Regions from separate parts of the Podarcis muralis genome. Here region 1 is linked to region 2. Evidence: chromatin contacts called from public Hi-C data. All regions are on one chromosome and are shown on one strand. Each heading gives the region's core, a stretch centred on a gene start, on an enhancer-like site or on the middle of the called end of the contact. The rest is flanking DNA. Distances are from core to core; before and after follow the strand shown.

Region 1 (3,815 bases), core at 656-3,155, 200 kb after region 2:
AGCTAATACCTGATATTTGCAGGGAGGTGGATCGTTTGTTAAATATATTAAACCCTGGGAGAAGAATGGGATGAAGCTTCTCCCAGATGTCTGGGTGATTGTGTATACGTGCAAGGAGATGAAGCTAGAGAACTGTATGTAATACATACTCATGTTTGTAGAAGAAGCGAGACCCACCCAAAGCATGGCCACTGGGCTTGATTATCACTTTGCACCTTGTACTTCTGTGGGTGAATGGGTTGGGTCAGGATTGGTATACCTGTGCAAATCAGAGTCTTTAGGTGTATGCATTTGTGGGGCCCCTCCTCAGAACTCACCTTTTCCATTAAGTCTTTAACCCCTTAATTCTCATGCCCAACAACTGTAACCAGGTGTAACTTCATTTGCTTACATACACCTTTGGCTACCAGTGCCTCTCCCTCCTGCCTTTCTTCCCCTGTCTTCTTTTCTTCCACGCTGTCAAAATTTAGACTGGAAGATTATTGGGGGCAGGAAACTGTTTCTGAAACTCTGCTAAGTGCCATGAACATAAGTGATGTGTTGTCTTGTAATTAATGATTTTATATAAAAGTAATTTTACAGTTCTGAACTTTGGGTGTACATCTGGCCTTTGGTGTTTTTCTCCTCTGGAATTTGAACGTAGTAAACAAGTCTCTTTAAGATTGTATGTATGTTTATTTTGAAGAATATTTTGAAGAATGTTTATTTATGTTTGGGTTAAGTCTTAATGTGGCATTTAAGTGTTTGCAGTTTGTGAATACAGCTTCTGCATTTGGAATGAGATTCTTCTGTACATATTTCTATAGTATTTGTGTACTTAATGCATGAATCCATCTCAGGCTGCACATTTATTTAGTTACTGACATTGAGTGAATGTTATGTGTGCAGTTAGACCTAATAAGAAAGAACACTCTGTGTCCAGAGGTTGTATGTTTATTGTACATACAGTGGTACCTCGGGTTACATACGCTTCAGGTTACAGACTCCGCTAACCCAGAAATAGTGCTTCAGGTTAAGAACTTTGCTTCAGGATAAGAACAGAAATCGTGCTCCGGCGGCGCGGCAGCAGCAGGAGGCCCCATTAGCTAAAGTGGTGCTTCAGGTTAAGAACAAATTAAGTACTTAACCCAAGGTACCACTGTATGTCTAGTCAGACGCTGCTGTTCTGGGTTTAAAAACTTCTACGTGGAAGCCATTCAAAGAATTACCTTTCTACATGTTTGTAACTGACATACATACAACATAATACAAATTCTTCCAAAGAAATGCCCTTCCCTGTGATTTGGTAATGAAGAAAGCCCTCCTATTGCCTCACCATCAGATGGGGCTTGTCTCACCTGGAAGGTGAAGCTGACATCCCAGCTGAATGTGGCGTATTTACCTGACACGTATCTTCCAGGGAGCTGCGCTTGACTTCTGGGGCTTTATGTGAATTTCATCCCCTCACAACAACCCTGGGACAAAGACCGCCCAGCGAGTTTAACCTGCGGGAGGGAATCTGGAGCGGTGTCTCCCGCCTCCAACCCTTCCAGCTGTCAAAAACCGCTCGTCTATATGCCCATGGCCTGTTTTACCACCTTTCCGGTGGCTGAATGTTAACCTTGCCCCTGGGGGGGGGGGCTGTGGCGCTCGAGGGCTTGATGCGTGGCGCGCTCTTCCCCCCTCTCTTCCCCCGGGGCCCGCGTGCGTCCTTCTCTCTCTCTCTCTCACTCCCGGGCTCCCTCCCTCCCGCCCAGCTTCTGACGCGGGCGCCTTTACAACTCCCCCCTCCCCGGGGCTGTTTACTGGAGCACGAGCTGCCGAGCAATGAGCTCAGTTCCCCCTTCGCGTGCGCCGCGGTGGGCGGAGGCGCACTGGGCTCCTCAGCCAATGGCGGCTCGCTTCCGCCGCCGCCGAGCGCCTGCCCGCAATAAAAGGCTCCGGGAAGCGCACGCTGCAGCTGAGATAACTCGCAAACCTGCAATCGCCAGCGCGCGCGCCGGAGGCTCTCTCTCTCTCTCCCTTCGCCGGTACGGTACCTGCTCCTTTTTGCTTCTCGGGGAGGGCTCGAAGCCGGCGCGCCTTCTGGTGGGGGACAGACAACGCGTGAACCATCCCCGCTAGCAGAGCTTAGTCAGGGCGGGTGGTTGGAGAAGCCGCCGGAAAGACGAGCTCCCTTCCCTCCTTGTGAGTGTCTCTCCGAAATCTGGAAGTGAAGCTCAGGGAGGGAGGCGGAAGGAAGCGCGCTGCTGCTGCCCTCGTTTCGGGGAGCGAGAGACTCGACCCGCGGCGCCCCCTAGGCAGAGGCAGCTAGGGAGAAGGCTCGATCCCGGACGGTCCCAGCCCGGGTTCGCGACCCCTTCCCAGCGCGCGGCTGATGTGCACGAAGATGGAGCAGCCTTTCTACCCTGACTCCTTTCTCTCCGGGTACGGGCAGGACTACAAGACGCTGAAGTCGGGCATGGCTCTGAACCTGTCCGCGGAGCCCTTCCGCGGCCTGAAGTCCCAGCTGCCGCACCACCTCCGCGCCCCAGAGGACGGCCCCGCCGGGTACTTCCCGGGCTCGTTGCCGCCGCAGCAACAGGCCGACACCGGGAGCTCGTCGCTCAAACTAGCCGCCCCGGAGTTGGAGCGCCTGATCGTCCAGAACAGCAACGGGGTGATCACCACCACCCCGACGCCGCCGGGCCAGTACTACTACCCGCGCGGGGCCACCGAGGAGCAGGAAGGCTTCGCCGACGGCTTCGTCAAGGCGCTGGACGACCTGCACAAGATGAACCACATGCCGCCGCCCAATGTCTCCATCGGAGCGGTGGCGGCGGCGGCAGCAGCGGCGGCAGCGGCCTCGTCGGCCAGCAGCGGCTACGCGGCCTCCCTCCCGCAGGAGCCGCCTCCCGTCTACACCAACCTGACCAGCTACAACCCCTCGGCCACGCTGAGCACCACGTCCAGCTACCCCAGCGCCAACCTCAGCTACATGCCGCAGCCGCACGGCCTGGCCTTGCCGCACCCTTCGCGAGGCTTCAAAGAGGAGCCCCAGACGGTGCCGGATATGCAGAGCCCGCCCGTGTCGCCCATCAACATGGAAGATCAGGAGCGCATCAAGGTGGAGCGGAAGCGGCTGCGCAACCGCCTGGCCGCCACCAAGTGCAGGAAGAGGAAGCTGGAGCGCATCGCTCGGCTGGAGGACAAGGTGAAGACCTTGAAGAGCGAGAACGCGGGACTGTCCAACACGGCCAGCGCGCTGCGGGACCAGGTAGCGCAGCTCAAGCAGAAAGTCATGAACCACGTGAACAACGGCTGCCAGCTCCTCTTGACGGCCAAGATGCAACAGTCCTTCTGATGGGCGGCGATCCCTGCCGTCTCAAAGACCTTTTTGGCGGGTGGGGTGGGGAGAAGAGAAAGAGGGGACTTGTAATGCAAAGTTTACACGGAACCGGACTGACGAGCCCAGTTCCCAACTCTTCTGTTCCTGAAGTCCTGTTTTCCAAGTTATGTCTGTGACTCTCAGTCTGGTGGATCCAGAACTCCGGTCTGTGCTGAGTGTGTGTAAGAGGTTGTTTTTTTATATATATATCTGTATGTGAGAGTGGTTTCGTGCGTGAGTGTATTTAAAAGAAAAAACAAAAGCCTTTTTTCCACCCCTTCTGCTGCGTCGCTGGCTGGTGCAGTGGAACTGGAGGTACTCTGGACAGAGCCAGAAACTGGCCTTCTGATCTCTTCCTTGTGCCAGTAGAAAAAGGAGATGATCGCTTAATTTATAATTGAAACAAAAGGGACCAGAACAGAGGATGGCAGGGAAGGGATGAAACCTCAGCACCTCTCTCCCTCCCAGG
Region 2 (4,353 bases), core at 768-3,267:
TATTGCATTATTTATTTATTTTAAATTAAACGACAGAAACAAATAGTGGTGTCTGAAAGATGCAAACTTGTAGGTAGCCTACAACGTGCCATCTCTTCCAGCCGCTTCTGTTCCATTCCTTCTAATTCTGTACAGTACAGTGGTACCTCGGGTTACATACACTTCAGGTTACATACACTTCAGGTTACAGACTCCACTAACCCAGAAACAGTACCTCAGGTTAAGAACTTTACTTCAGGATGAGAACAGAAATTGTGCTCCAGCAGCGCAGCGGCAGCAAGAGGTCCCATTAGCTAAAGTGGTGCTTCAGGTTAAGAACAGTTTCAGGTTTAGAACGGACCTCCGGAATGAATTAAGTACATAACCAGAGGTACCACTGTACTGGAAAGGCTACTGTGGCAGTGAATGAGATAAGGCACTGTTAAAAGTACTGCAATTATAAAGCAGAGGTGTGGCCCTCCTGATACTGCTGGACTACAGCTCCCAGCATCCCTGGGCATTGGCCATGCCGACTGAGGCTGATGGGAGCTGGAGTCTAACAACTTCTGCCCAGGGGGGCAGCATAGGTTTCCCATGTCTGCTATAAAATGGGATGTTCATAGAGGATAAGTGTGGTGAAAGGGAGGCATAGGTCTGTTTTCATCAACAGTAGATTTAAAGAGAGAGCAAAGCACAGAACTCTAGATCTCCTTGTTCCCATCTATGAGATCCAGCTGCCAAAACTCAACAGTATTCCTTCAAGCTGGCAAATTATATAGAGTCCCACCATTCACCAGATCAGTAGGACAAAATGAGGAAGGAGATCGAGGGACAAATCGCAACCAAGTATATTCAAGGGTTTTTGGGAATAGTCTGTTAATTATGAAATATGAAGCTGGAAAACATCACTAATTCCCAGTGGTTAGTATAACCCCTTGTTATCCTACTCAGCAATTCTTTCAAAGTGCAAGTGTCAAGCAAAATACTTTACAAAAAAAACCCCTATTTCTACAAAGTAACTTCCTTTTTTAGTCGCGTGTGTAAGTATACTTAGCTACAGAAACTGATTACTTGTCACAGAGACATACTTTGGGGGCTGTAGCTTGTTCAGACACACGATTCTGTCATCGTGGAAAATTTGTGCGCAATATTTTTTTAGTAATGTCCACAGTTCCCCAAATATGAGCAGTCCATAAAATTTATAAACTGTTGTAGCAAGAACCCTAAATAGAGTCCCAACTTCGAGGCTGAAATGAATCCGCTTTGCTGTGACCCTGTGGCGGCTTTCGTGAGAGTTTGATCCATTAGGGTGAATAATAATAATAATAATAATAATAATAATAATAATAATATAGAAGTAGGGCAGTGCCTTTATTAGGACCAGCTAATAAACGGAGTTTCGAGGAAGTTCCTTAGCTGAGGCGGGTTTCTAATCAGAGTTCTCTAGCTTCTCGCCCCCGCCCCGCCTCCACATCCCCGCGTTACCCGACGCTTCCCATGCTCGCAGACCCACGCGGGGCCAGGCTGCCTTGCTGCGGCGCCCATCCCCACCAGGGGCGAGGAAAGACGGAGTTTGCGGCGGCCGTGGGAGTGGCTGCCACTCACCCTTTCACCACGAAGAACGGGTCCTCCAGAGACATTGCTGACCGGTCGAGATGCCTTCAGGAAAAGCCCAGCCGGCCGCAGAGCAGCGTATGGGGGCCAAACCATATAAGTCTATGAGCGAAGCGTCTCAGCCTGTCCCTCCCTCCCTGAGCTGAAGCCGCTTAGCAGCCACGTTTACTACGGGCGCCTCTTTCCTAATAATAGCAGGCCGCCCTCTTTCAACTCAGCCCAACCCGGCGCTCCCTCCCTCCCCCACCCCTTCCCCTGCGAAAGTGGAGCCGGTCTTTCCTGGGGAGGAGCCGGGGGAAGGGAGGAGAGCGCTTGGCGAGAGCAATCAGGAATCTCCCCTGGAGCTTCTAGCAGCCTCGCGTTTCTTTCTTGGCCTCCTTTCTTTCTTTTCCCCCACCCTCCTCCGCCTCAGCTTCCTGGAGATGGAAAATGCGTCACTCTTACTAAGAAACGCGGCCCTAAAATAGCGCAGGCCGCACCCCGCCCGGCTTCCTGATTCATTCATTTTCCGCCTGCAAACTGAGCGTTTGAGAGCTTGGGCTCCGCTCCCTGGGCGTGGGTTCAAAACCGCAGCTCCTTATCGGTTACACTCTAGCCACTCATTCACACTGTAAGGGCTCCTGCAAAGAGGCTTACAGAGCGGTTTGCAAGTCCCTGCTTGGGTGTGTGTGTGTGTGTGTGTGTGTGTGTGTGTGTGTGTTTTCAGTGCTTGCCTGTGGGTGAAGTGGAGATTTTAATTCATGTTGGTGGCGGTTGTTTAAGGGACCAGAAACAGTACTTAGATTCAGGGCACAATGGAGTGCGCTCCTTTGTACTTCCCGCATTACTCTCTGCAATTTATTTCGGTGTGATAGTTAGCCTGACCAACGCATGCCCAGGCATCGGTCAGGAAAAGAGAGTCCGCGGGGAAGAAAGGTCGCCTGCGGAGACTCGGGCGTGATGCAAGAGTAAGGGAAAACGTGCCAGCTTGTAATACGAGACCAGCTAAAGATAGTCATTGCTAACTGGCTTCCCTAGGATGTGGGGCCCGATCTGAGGCGTATTTTACTAATAAGTAAATTCCGCTGCGTTCATCGGAACTTGCTTCTTGATTAGAGTGTGTATAGGATCGCGATTTTACATCTACCGATGTCTACTCAGAAGCAAGTCCCGCTGAGTTCAGTGGAATTTACTCCCAAGTAAGTATGTATGTGTGTAGGACCCTTAGCCATAGTGTATCATGTGCAGATCAACGCGGCGGCTTGGAATACGCTTGGGGATGGGAGCTGGGCGCGCGTGAAGACAATGCGGCGAGACTGTGGAGGGAACAACGCAGAGCACGTGCAAACGGGTTGCATGCGACCCAGCAAAGATGGTTGTGCATGGACGGACGGCGTGTTGAGTTTATGAGAAGAAGGTAATACATTTAGATCACGCGGGAGTTCAGTGATAAGTATTTACAGACCTCCGGCCGTGTATGTGCGAAAAAGAAAACGTATCCAGGCAATATTTGTTTTTAATACAAGCAGTATTTGTTTCTAATGAGGGAGTCTGTGCCTTTAGGTTACATTGCTAAGGCAGGCTTTAGTGGCTTGTGTGCAACTTGTGTATCTAGAGTGCCGTGTTACATCACGTCGCGGCAGTGTGTAAACAGAAGGGGGAGGGGCAAGCGCAGAGCCCTTCTTTGGACAGGCTCCCGGAAACTCAATGGAGTCTCTCGTCTGGTTGCCCATTTATGGACACAGGAAGCAGTCCTGCTACGAGCGTAAGCATATTTTACAACGTTGGTAAACGCAGCCTTGGCTCCGCCCCTGTCGTCATGGTCCAATAATACATGCAAGGAAGCGGTAAGCAGAGAGGCTGGGGTGACCTAAATAGAAGGAGGAGCCTGTTGAGCGAAGGAAACCCTGGAGAGAAAACCGACGGGGATCCAAGAGAGAGTCCTCGCTCAGTCACCATAGTGATCGGGTTGATCTGGTAAAAATGCGAACTGGCCTCTCTGATTCTGTCACGAATGAGTGAAAGATTTGCTTTTAAAGTGAAAGCCTCTGATACGTGCGCGTGAACGTGACTTAGTAAATTGTGATGCGTGCAAAAAGAGCGCAGCATTAACCTCTCAGTAGCGTGTGCGCACACGGCTAGTAACAAAGCCTGGTGAGTATAAGGGAAAATGAGAGCAAGACCCACTGACCATAGCTTGGAATCCTCTTCCCAGTCGAATAGCCGTGGTGGCGATAGCACAATTTCTTGTTTCAGCAATGCTGGCAGAGGAGGGAGGCAGCAGATAACAATTCCAGTGACACAAGCTGACAAGGAAGAGAGAAAGAAGCTCCCTCCCCCACACTCTGCTACTTACTGTGGTTGTTGTTCCCGAGGAAGGGACACATGACTAGGACTCAGTATTTCCCCCGGTTGAGCAATGAGAGCTGTAAAGCAGGAAAAACTACCTGCCTGCACCATCTCTCCCACTCATGCTCCTGCAAGATACTTGCTGGTCAACGGTGGGAACTGCTACTGTCCCAGCAGCAAGCCTGAATTCTTAATATGTTTTGTGTGCAAAACGTCTTGTACATGAAAGCATTATGTGTCAAAGTGTACAAGAATTCTTGCATGTCCAGCCATGCCAATAAAGGCTCATCAAGTGTAATGTGTGTCTTACAGTTGTCAGGCTCTCTTGTCAAGCTGCAGAAGGGATTCTGCCTGCAGAGTCTGGCCTCTGCCTATCTGGGCCTATACTTGCTCTTAACAGAGAACAGGAAGAATGGAGCTGACCTTTTTATG

What was found. Hi-C and Micro-C count contacts between places; a contact is called where the count stands out from the background.
Region 1: a contact with region 2 is called in a Hi-C map of tail, with 2.4 times the contacts expected there. The contact joins the promoter of JUNB here to the promoter of STX10 in region 2. A contact is called at or near these places in 2 of 3 Hi-C or Micro-C datasets (blood and tail).

What each region holds. Positions count from the first base shown.
Region 1 is chr2:44,320,836-44,324,650 of rPodMur119.hap1.1, forward strand. JUNB (JunB proto-oncogene, AP-1 transcription factor subunit) reads left to right here and starts at 1,906. Exons shown (of 2, transcript XM_028717382.2): 1 at 1,906-2,009; 2 at 2,417-3,815. The coding sequence starts at 2,441. The coding sequence ends at 3,322.
Region 2 is chr2:44,118,911-44,123,263 of rPodMur119.hap1.1, forward strand. STX10 (syntaxin 10) reads right to left here and starts at 2,018. Exons shown (of 8, transcript XM_028717357.2): 1 at 1,585-2,018. The coding sequence starts at 1,619.